Linked DNA regions of Mus musculus: region 1 is linked to region 2. The links are chromatin contacts, called in public HiChIP or PLAC-seq maps. All regions are on one chromosome and are shown on one strand. The core of a region is the stretch at or near the end of the contact, and the rest is flanking DNA. Distances in the headings are between cores, read along the strand shown. Region 1 holds the start of Tspan14 (tetraspanin 14). Region 2 overlaps Sh2d4b (SH2 domain containing 4B).

The links. HiChIP or PLAC-seq counts read pairs in DNA pulled down with a chosen protein or histone mark.
Region 1: an H3K27ac HiChIP or PLAC-seq map of embryonic stem cells shows a contact between it and region 2, with 14 read pairs. The contact joins the promoter of Tspan14 here to the enhancer-like site in region 2. A contact is called at or near these places in 2 of 39 promoter capture datasets (the HPC-7 cell line and embryonic stem cells), 1 of 15 datasets of contacts at CTCF or cohesin (embryonic stem cells), 2 of 484 Hi-C or Micro-C datasets (both in embryonic stem cells), 7 of 115 datasets of contacts at active chromatin or transcription factors (bone marrow-derived macrophages and embryonic stem cells) and 1 of 9 other capture datasets (embryonic stem cells).

Annotation. Positions count from the first base shown.
Region 1 is chr14:40,964,522-40,969,749 of GRCm38.p6, reverse strand. It overlaps Tspan14 (tetraspanin 14), which reads left to right and starts at 2,854. Exons shown (of 9, transcript NM_145928.2): 1 at 2,854-2,974.
Region 2 is chr14:40,861,387-40,867,008 of GRCm38.p6, reverse strand. All of the region lies in intron 3 of Sh2d4b (SH2 domain containing 4B), which reads left to right. Among named protein-coding and RNA genes, the nearest start is that of Sh2d4b, 29 kb to the left of the region's middle. Within about 2 kb of position 1,803, at least 11 of the 459 cell types and tissues checked have an H3K27ac peak or open chromatin away from gene starts, as enhancers often do. A contact at or near this core is called in embryonic stem cells, where this site is marked.

The DNA.
Region 1 (5,228 bases), core at 1,605-4,104, 100 kb before region 2:
CCTGGGAACCCAGTTATCCTAATTTGGTTTGTCAACATCGTTACCACGTGACTTCTGCTACAGACACCCATGGCTACTGGAGCCATAGCTTTTATAAGTATATTCCTGGAAGGAATGCTGACCAAGGAAAGCACATTGCTTCCCTTTAAAGTTAGTTTAGAAGCTGCACGTGGACCCTTCCATTCCTATTGGCTGGAACTGAGTCACATGGTCATATGTAGCAGAAACATTTGCCTTTATTTTGGAAAGCCATGTATGTAGCCAGATAGAATTGGAAATTATGCTAGGAAAGGCAAAATGAGATATGGCTATTAGGGATGCCTAGTCATCTCCACCACTTATGGTTCTCTGTTCCCTATTGGGTTATTAATGTGCAGTAGCTTCCATCCCACTATACCCAGAGCAGAGCCCTTAGCACGTTTACCAATGGCTCCGTGCTGCTAAAAGCACTTATCTGTCCTCATCTTACCTGAGCCCCGAGCAGCAGCTAACAGCTAAGTCCTTTCTGGAAACAGCCTTTTACATCTTGGGCATAGGCATCTAGCATCCTCTGTTCTCTTGCCTCCCAGCCTGTCTCTCAGTGGTTTTTTCTTGCCTTCTATTCCCTCTCATTCCCTGGGTCCCCATGGGACCTTCTCTTCTGCAGTTTCCTTTCCTCCCTTTAGATGACCTTCTTAGACCCCATGAGCTCCCAAAACGCATCTTCAGCCCACACCCTTCTTCTCTGCTTTTAGTGACTGGACAACAACCCTGGGTGTCTATCAGGCACTGCTAAGTCAATACGGCCAAAACAAAATTGTTGGTGGTTATCCTGAAAATGGATTTCCTCCAGGCCAGCCCACCCAATAAATGAGGCACTGTTTGCCCACTCACAGAAAGACACTTAAAAGCTATTCCTCTTTTTTTTTTTAAACATTTCCTCCTCCTGTATCTGGTCTTTTTGGTCTTAGATCCAAAACATTATCTCTCAGGTATTCATCTTAATACACCCGCCATTTCAGTTTCAAACTTCCTCCATACTTGGCTTGGATTAAGGTAAAAGTTTAATTGGCTCACTGCTTTTAATTTTTGTCTGACAACTACTACATCTACTCTTCTCACAGCAGCAAATTAGAATGCTGGTCTTTTCCATAAACCCTTCAAAGGCTTAACTAAACAACAACAACAAAACAAAAACAAAAAACAACAACAAAAGATACTCAGTCCTTTGACACAGTGTGTAGGCCTGTTCTGTCCTGGTCTTGATCTTCACTCCATCCCCAGTAGCCTGACAATAGCCATCTAGTTTTCTTTGAGCTCCTTGACGCATCAGAGCGTGGCTCTTATCAAAGCCTTGGCACCTCTGCTCTCCACTTGTACTTTCTGGACCAACTGCCACCCCTACCCCCCACCCCCTCTTCTAACTCTTCACTCCTTTGCTTTCAGTTTCAACATCAATCTCTCTCTCACCTTTCCCTTCCACATGCTCACTTTATCCCTGGGCTTTTGTCTTGTCTCAGCATTGATTTCATCTTGAAATGATTTGTCTTTTCTACTAAACAGTAACTATGTGGAGGGAGAGGTTTCAGGCTGCTGCACTCCCCAGGATAATTCAAGACCTGGTGCCCACACATCAGACACCCAATCATGCATTTTGGTTAGTTAGAGGTGACAATATGGACAGGTTTCCTTGCCAGAGAGGTCCTTGAGCTATCTGGCATATTCTAGAAACAGGCTACATCCCCATTGTTAAATAACCACAACTAGCAGCAGAAAGGTACATTCTATTTCCAGATTTTCTTTTTCTCTTTACAATGAACTTAACCTGTTGGCTGCGTGTGTTAAAAACATAGCCCCAGTCTTATGCCACTTTTGTATAGCCCAAGAGGAGCAGATCTGTCCCTCAGCTCCCGCAAATCTACACGAGTTTACCAAGCAGGACAAGGTTATGCTTTGCTCTATTGACAAGCAGATCTAGGCTGGGACGAGATCGGCCTTTTTATCACAGCAGTGTGGACAGCACTGTAAATCTATCTGCCTGTCCTGTGACCTTCCACTTCCAAGAATCAGCCCAGCCATCTCCTCAGCATAAAGGTGATGAGCAAATCTCAGCAGGACATCCAAAGGAAGCTTGGTATTTTTAGCACCGAGACTGGAAGGAGCGAGTGTTTACGGCTCAGCTGTAAAGAAATCTCAACCACCGTTTCTAGAAAACTACCCGCACACACTGGCTCCCAAGGCTGGGCAGGAATGCCTTCCATCTTAAAACCAGCCATTTCACCAATCTTCTTCCACCTCTCAGCCACCTCGAGCATCCCTTGACACAGGCATCTTGTAACTCGCATTTCTCCCTGGCTCGGCTCCCGCCGGGTTAAGAGCTAATACCAGAGGAGCATTTGCGCGGCGTAACTTGGCCGAGCGCTCAACTCTGCGGCCACAAGCGATCGACTTCGCCAGCGTCCGGGAGCCACAGAGAGGGCGGAACCGGGTAAATCCCGTTTGGGGCACCGCCCAGAGCCGGACAAAGGGGCGGGTCAGCGATCCGCCTCATTACCTATGGATGACCATTTGTAGGGCGGGGTGCACGGTAGGGGGTGGAGCACGGCGACCCGGGGGCGGAACACAGGCGGGGCGTAGAGAAGGCGTGGTGATCAATGTGGGAGGGGCAATCAGCGGTGGGATGTGGGCTGATAGCACAGTGGGGCGGAGCGAGCGGTGAGAGCCAGGCCTGGGTGGGGGGGAGGAGCGAAAGATGGGGCGGTTCCTGCATGGGGAGGAGCAAAGAGCGGGGGCGGGGCTTGGGTGCGCCAGACGCACTGGGCGGCTGAGCGGTGCGAGGAAGCGGCGCCTCTTTTTTCGCCGCGGCCCCGCCCCTCCGCGCCCCGCCCCCGCCGCTCGGACGGCCCGAGTCGCGCCCTCCCGCTCGGAGCTGCTGAACTTGCTCTAACTTCCTCGGCCAACCGGGCCGTGCTGCCGCCGCTGCTGCCGCGCCCGGGTAAGTAGAACGCGTGGCCTCGCTGAAGCGTCGGGCCTGTCTTTATTGTCTCGGGCCGGCCCTCGTGAGCGTCCTCTCGGGACAGCGGCTGCTCCCCGCGTTCCTGCTCGGCCCCTGGACTCCCTTGGCTGGCGGGGGCGGCCCCGCGGGTGGCGCGGGCTTTGTCTGCTGAGACCGCCCGCGAGCTCTGGAGGCCGCGGCCGGGACCCCGCTGAGCCGAACTGGGGCGCTGTATCGAGTGGGAGGCGCGGCGGGCTACCCGGAAGGTGTGTCTGCTCCCGGCTGCTGCCTGGGCTCTGTCGGTCCTCACCTGCGAACCCAGCGGAAGGCTCTTTATTCAGCTCCGGTCCCGGATGAGGGGACGGTCGCCCAGCCCCCACCCACCCTGAATGTGCACGCTGTCGCGGGGTCCCACGCTGTCCGGCAAGAGTTTAAGGAGGTGGCGATCCTGGCTTCTCGGTGCTAGTCGCTAAAGGCTGTGTTTGGGAGCAGAGCCCGACCCCTGACCTAGCCCGAGGTTTGGCCAAGTTGTGATTCTGGCTCAGCCTAGGTTGGAGCTCCTGTATTCCCTTCCCTCCCGGGCGTGCAGTGCAGAGGGTGGGCAGAGTGCACATTTGGGGACTTCGGCCCCTGAACCACTGAAACTCCTGTCTGGAGGACTGAAACTTGGTCTCCAGTGAGAGGCAGTCAGAATCCTCAGAACTCAGTGTCTTCAGCCAGTGCCTGCCCGGAGCTGGTTGCAGAGCCACGGTGACTGTATCAGGACACTGGTGTTCTGGGACATCGAGATGTGTTGGGCAGCGTGTGCAGGACGCTGGGCTGGAGCCTGTAGCAGGTGTGATCTCAGCTCTCTAGGTGGTCACCCCAACGGACTGGTGGATTTAGGTCAGTTGCCTGCCAAATCCTACACAGTTGTGGCTGTCAAGGGACAGTTTCCACACAGCCCCTTGGCTTCTGAGTAGAAGTTGGTGCCTGCTGAGTGCTTCCTTATTTATGAAAGGAAATCTGGGGCCCCACATTCTAACAGCTCAGAGGTTGCTGGAGACACCCTTTCTCTCAAAACTCCTCCTGGGCCCTAAAACCCTTAGAATGAAGCCCAGACTTCTGCTCTCTGGCTCCTCCCTTAGCTGTCCCCAAGTCTTTTTTTTTTTTTTTTTTTTTTTTTTTTTTTGGTGTCAGGGTCTTGTGTAACCCAGGGTTGCCTTGAATTCATGATTCTTCTCAGTCTCTTGAGGTGGAAACCTATGTCACTAGATGTATTTTACCCTTACTGTGTGTTTGTTATACACCTTTAGTTGATGACTGGCTTGATAGCATCCCTTTCTGCATTTCTGGGTCTCCTTCTTGGATCACCTAATGTGTTTCAGAGACTGGGGTGCTCTGGGCTACAGCCCATACTTTCTGGGCTCACATCTGCAAGCCTTGTGTGCTGGGCCTACAGTAGGTGCTCAGTGGTAGTTATTGATATGCACTTGATCTAGGCTTAGTTGCTTCATTTAGTCAAACATTCTTAGCCACTGCTCCTCCAGAGGTTTGTGGCTGTCCCCAAAAAAAGCTGCTGAGAGGGAAGGGTTGGCTGCCATGGGCAGATTCTCCTAAGATGTCTCTTAGGACAGCTGTGCCAGCTCATTTCTCAGGACAGGTGAGGGCTTCTTGTCACATGTTTGCAATGGAAGATGAAACTCATGCCTTGTGTGGGTGGGGGAGGAGCTTGCCCTGCAGGTTATAGAAATGAGGTGAAGTTACAAAGAGGCCAGGGTGCAGGGAAACCTTGGCTTCTCAAACCACTTCTGAGGGCCTTATCCTAGGCCACCATGTGCCTAGGGGTTAGACCTTGTTTAACTTTAACTAAAGAGTTAAACACAGTTAATTTTTACAGTGCCTAGAAATGCCAGTATGCCAGTCTTGAAAGCCCCTTGCTGGCTTAAAACCCAGTGAATTTATGAGCAAACATACATGTACATGTTTGTTTGTTCATAAATTACATGGCATAATGGTGGGTTTTTCAAGGCTTCTTAGTATTTATGGAAACATATCAAGCTACTATCCCAGCCTTACTTTTAATTGTTTAATCCTTGAAACAACTGAAACAACCCAAATGTGGTAGACATTAGCTACCTGATTTTACAAATGAGAAAACTATGGCCCAGAAAGGTCCGAGTGGTTTCCTGGAAGTCTCTCATTTAGACAGTACCTTCTTCTTGGAGGTGCTTAAGCATAGTGCTTAAGCAAGCCTGGCAGAACTACTGAGTTC
Region 2 (5,622 bases), core at 554-3,053:
TGGCCAGTAGCAACTTCCTACAGTGGCAGTTGGATACAGGTGCAGACTTGGAAGGAATGAACCTGGAGGGGAATGTGTCAGCTATGCAGCGGCTTTGCTTCTGAAGAAGAGAGAGTTGGAGTGGATTGAGAGGAGAGAATCTGAGAAGCTAGTGGTTGAGGGGGGGGCGAGGCTTGCTTGAGATGCTGTGCTTTGCAGGTGTAGGCAGCTTCTTGTAATTGTCTAGGTTGTTGAAAAGACAAGGCTGAAAATTTACTTTAGAAAATGGAGAAAAAATCCTAGTACCTGGCAACAAATAATAAAACAAAGAAAGACCTCATGGAGTAAAAAGCCATTCTCTTAGGGGCTGAAGAGATGGTTGAGTGTTTAAGAGCGCTGGCTGACTGTTCTTCCAGAGACCCTAGTACCCACATGGAGGTTACAACAGTTTGTAACTCCAGTTCTTGGGGATCCTGTGACCTCTGTGGATACTGCCACGTGTGTGGGACACAGATGTACATGTAGGCAAAAATAACTATACACATAAAATAAAAATAAGGGGGGAAATGCCCATAGGAACAAAACAAAATCCAAACCAATCCTTACTGATGCCATTAGAAAGCAATGTACATGCATATAAAGTGGTTCTTTAGAAAACAGGAGATACTGGGGCCTGATACTTTTTGTAGCTTGCTCCTCCTTCTTCCTTGTAAGGCCACTCCTGTATGCTTCTCCTATGCAAGATCACAGAAGAAGGCTCACAGAGCTCTCTTTCTCTGGTCCCTTCACATCTTAACTTCCAAGTTACTTGCCGATCACATTTTCCTGATTTGAGGCCACTCTGTTTTTCTTCCCCTGGCACTGTACTTTTAGGATAGAGTTTCTTTTAGTGGCTGGATGGCATCCTCACCAAACATCAGAGTCTTGTTCCCAATAAGATCATAAATGGTGGTCAAACTTTTCATATTTCATTTTTTTTTCTCTTGAAAATTGTGTCTTCACACAATTTTCTGTGTGGCTGGAGATTTGGTTCCGTGATTAAGAACACTGGCTGCAGGTGGGTTGGGGTGGCCCATATCTTTAATCCTAGTACTCAGTGCAAGGCAGGCTAATCTCTGAGTCTGAGGCCAGCCTGGTCTACAGAACGAGTTCTAGAATAGCCAGGGACACATAGAGAACCCCTGTCACATCCCTGCCTCTCCCCCCCCCCCCAATAACATTGTCTGCTCTTCCAGAGAACTGGAGTTTGATTTCTAGCACCCATGCACTGTCTAACAACCATCTATAACTCCAGTTCCAGGGGATCCAATGCCCTCTTCTGGCTTCCTCAGGCATTGAACCCAAGTGAGGCAAAGATATAAAAAACTACCCACATACATAAAATACAAATAAATAAAACTTTAAAAACTTGGTAGGCTGTCAGGAACAGGCTCACCTCCTCTCTCTCATAGATAATCATAATCCCTATTGTCTTTTCTATTATTCATTAATCTACTTGTATGTAGGGAACACCTACTGTCTGCCTGGCTCTGCCCTGTGACTTGGAGAGGGAGGAAGGGACAACACGGTTCCAGCTTTGCTGTTGTGGAATTTAGCATCTCACAGGGCACAGTGGCATTGCTAGGAATAAGAACACAGTCAACATGTTGATGCCTTCCAGAAAAAAAGCATTTATCTCTTGACATCTTCAGTTGGCATTAGGGAGACCCAAGCCTCAGCAGCGTGCTGCTACTGATGAATTACCAGGAAAGGGGGGTGGAATAATCTCAAAGGGCCTTGAGCAGCCAGCACAGGGCTGTGTCCTTCCTGGGTGGAATGTATTTGTGTAGCTGCTTCTTGGTTGAGCTGGCCTTTGGCTGCTTCAGTGATCTTAGACCAGCCCAACAGTTCAGGTGCTTGCCATGACAATGAGAATGCTTAGGTAATTTTTGCTGTGAGAGTTGAGCCATTTTCGTGAGTCCTTGAGGAGAAAAATGCAATTTAGTGGATTTGTAGTTACAGACTGTTTTCTTTTGTTGTCCACATCTTTGTGAAGAGATCTGCCTTTGTCACAGTAAATGACCAGTTGTTTCCCTTTGAGAGGCGAGGTTGTTGCAGACCATTGGCTCCCTGGGCGGTGTCCCACTCTCAAGAGGAGAAACCGCTGAACAATGCCACTGTTGTTTAACATCCTGACTCCTGTTACTCACAGCTGGATGGTGGAGAAACTCTACCTTGTAATTTGAAGTGGAGAAATCAGCTTATTTATCACACACCAGTCCCGGCCATTTGACCCAACTCAGTTGTCACTGCCCACCCTCTTGACACCTCCACCCTACTCCTGCTTCCCACACTTTTTTTTTTTTTTTAAATCTGTGTTGAAGTCTGAAATTCCCAGTACTTTAGCACATAACTGTATTCGAAGGCAAGGTCCTTACAAGCAATCTTTAGTGTTGGTTGGTCCTGAATACAATATGGCTAGTGTCCTTCTAAGGAGGACAAATCAGACACAGTGTGAAGCAGTGGGAAGATGGCCACTTTCAGGGCAAGGAGAAGCTTCAGAATGAATCACCCCTGCTGACCTGTGTTAGCACAGGTCACCTCTAAAACTGCGAGGAAGCACTCTCTTGTTTAAGACATACAGCCAGTGTGCTTTGTAATGGCGAATTAATACAGTTTATATATGAGACTTTTGGCTTTGACAGGAGTCAACTGACTTCCTGGAAGGCCCCTGTGGGTGGGTCATAAGAATTGAAGTGTCTGCGGAAAGATGCTTCGGCTAGTGTCTAGTGTTCTGAGTGACACAGTGGCCATGGTCAGAGATTAGGGAGCCCTGGAGGAAGAAAACAAAATATAGTAGGTAAAATATGAAGGGCTGTGCCAGCATCAGTTAAAACAGCTTACGATGCATTAGAATTAGAGACATGGCTTTGGATTTTACATCAGTCGGGAACTGCTTTAAAATTCCCCATGTCAAAGCCACATATCTAACCTATCCTTCCCATGTCTATCTTTGAGGGATCTGAGCCGAAGAGCTGAGAAGCCATCCCGTCTCTACCTCAAGCCCACATTTCTCTCATCTTGGATGTCCTGATGGGCTGTGTGTGGTCATCTCTTCTTTCTCTCTGTGGTGTCTAGATAACTATCCCTCTGTTCTGTGAAGGCTGCTCTTGTCACAATCTCTAGTCACTTCCAACGACTACACCCAGTTGTCCCTGGGAGCTTTCTTATCTTTGTCATGTCTCAGTAGGCTTCATTTCAGCTCACTGCTCTCTGCCTTAAATGCTCCCTCTTCCTGGTTGTTCAGTCATTCTCCCTTCTAGGTTATAATCTTAACCTTGGCTTTCTTTATTAGTCTTCTTAATCTGCTGTCTTTCAGTCACACCACTAGGTCCCATCCATTGGAATTTGGATTACACACACCCCCCTCGTTAATATGCATACATGAGCTTTGCCCTTAAGCCCCATGCTCCCTTACTCTCAGCATGTTACTACTCACTTCTTTTCAGAAGGCGTCTCAAACACAAACACCTTAGAATTCTGACTTTTCCACTCTAGCCACAGTGAGTAACTTTGTACACAAATAGGCTGGTGTTTATTGTGACACATGGGTTTTCGCATACGTGGCTCTGTTGTCTGAAAATTTCTTCTCCTGTATTCACTTGGTGGTGTTTTGCTTGTAACTTGGGTGTCAGATTGTGTGCCATTTCCTGTGAGAGATCTTCATACCATGGGTCACATAGCCTGTGGCAGACACTGTTATTCACACTGGTCATTCTTTTGTGCAATTTTTTTGGACTTTAACTTGTTTGTGTAGTGTTCTCACCACCAGGGGGCAAGCTCTGAGTGAGTGAGTGAGTGAGTGAGTGAGTGAGTGAGTGAGGACTTTATTTTTCACACTTCACCACAGTAGACCTGAGAGTGTTATAGGTGCTCAAAAGAACTTAGTAATGATTTAATAAAGCCACATAGTGGGGATCCATCCCATAATCAGCCACCAAACCCAGACACTATTGCATATGCCAGAAAGATTTTGCTGAAGGGACCCTGTTTTAGCTGTCTCGTATGAGGCTATGCCAGTGCCTGGCAAATATAGAAGAGGATGCTCACAGTCATCTATAAGATGGAACACAGGGTCCCAAATGGAGAAGCTAGAGAAAGCACCCAAGGAGCTGAAGGGGTCTGCAACCCTATAGGTGGAACAACATTATGAACTAACCAGTAACCCCAGAGTTCATATCTCTAGCTGCATATGTAGCAGAAGATGGCCTAGTCGGCCATCACTGGGAAGAGAGGCCTCTTGGTATTGCAAACTTTATATGCCCTAGTACAGGGGAATGCCAGGGACAAGAGGTGGGAATGGGTGGGTAGGGGAGCAGGGCGGAGGGAGGGTATAGGGAACTTTCGGGATGGCATTTGAAATGTATATCATGAAAATATCTAATAATAATAAAAAAACAAAGCCACATAGCTTCTTTAGTTTGTAGTCTCTAATTCTTAGAGAATGACTCTTGATATTTTTAGAAACACAAGTTGATCGTTGAGTTGAAGAAAAGTCCTCAACCATTTGAGAGCAACAGTAGCAACAAAATGTCACTGTTTTTTTTTTTCTTTTCATTTTAGTTTTTATTTTATGTGTATGGGTGTTTTGCCTGCATGTGTGTCTGTGTACCATGTGCATATAGTGTCCATAGAAGCCAGGAGAGGGCATCTGATCCTTTGGAGCTGGAGTTCAAGACTTTTGTGAGCTGCCATGTGGGTGCTGGGAATTAAACCCCAGTCCTCTGGAAGAGCAGCTAGTTCTCTTAGCTGCTGAGCCATTTCTCCAGTTCCAAAAATATCATTTTTAAAATACAGAATTAAGAATTTACAGCTACATTGCCTTTTCTCTTTTCTTTTTCTCTTCATTAAAATAGTACTGAAAGCTAGAAAAATGTATAAACCACATGGACAAGAGGGGGGGTGGATGAGATGAAAAAAATATCCTGACAGAAAGAAATGGGAAGTAACAAAGGAAAAATCCGAGCCATCAGGCAGAATGGAGAGAGAAGGGTAGGAAAGAAAGCTATTAAGTAAAGGTCTGAACCTAGAGCAGTGGGAAGATAGCGAGGGTTGCTTCCAGGGTGTACAGGGAAGGTGATTAATTGTTTTTCAGTGTGTTGTCTTTATTATCAACTAGAGTCACCTAATCCTAGCTTGCTAGCTCTGTCCCAGAAACTGATTGATTCTCTTGTAAACTTGCGGAAAAAAAAAATACTATATTGGCCAGCAAGATGTGTCTGCTTATCAGACTACCTGCTTGGAACTGGGGCTCAGCCACTAGGCTCCAAGCTAGGCTAACTCCACAAATGAATCCTGGAGTCCCTGGTCAACTCATTATCATTAACAAGCTATGTCAGAAACATAGTATACATGTTTGCATCTTTCCATACTATATTGAATAACAATTCACACACAATATCAATTTTGTTCACTTTAATTCACTAAGTACTACTATTTTCAGAATTATTAAGACTAGAGCATTGAACCTGGCAGCTCTACCAAATTAGACTTGGCCACTCATTCTCAATAGGCCAATTAAATGGAGAAACAGAAGTGATAAGTAGAGGTGCAAGACCTGTGGTCTTGACAATACTATATCCAGTCACCACTCTGTGTCCACTT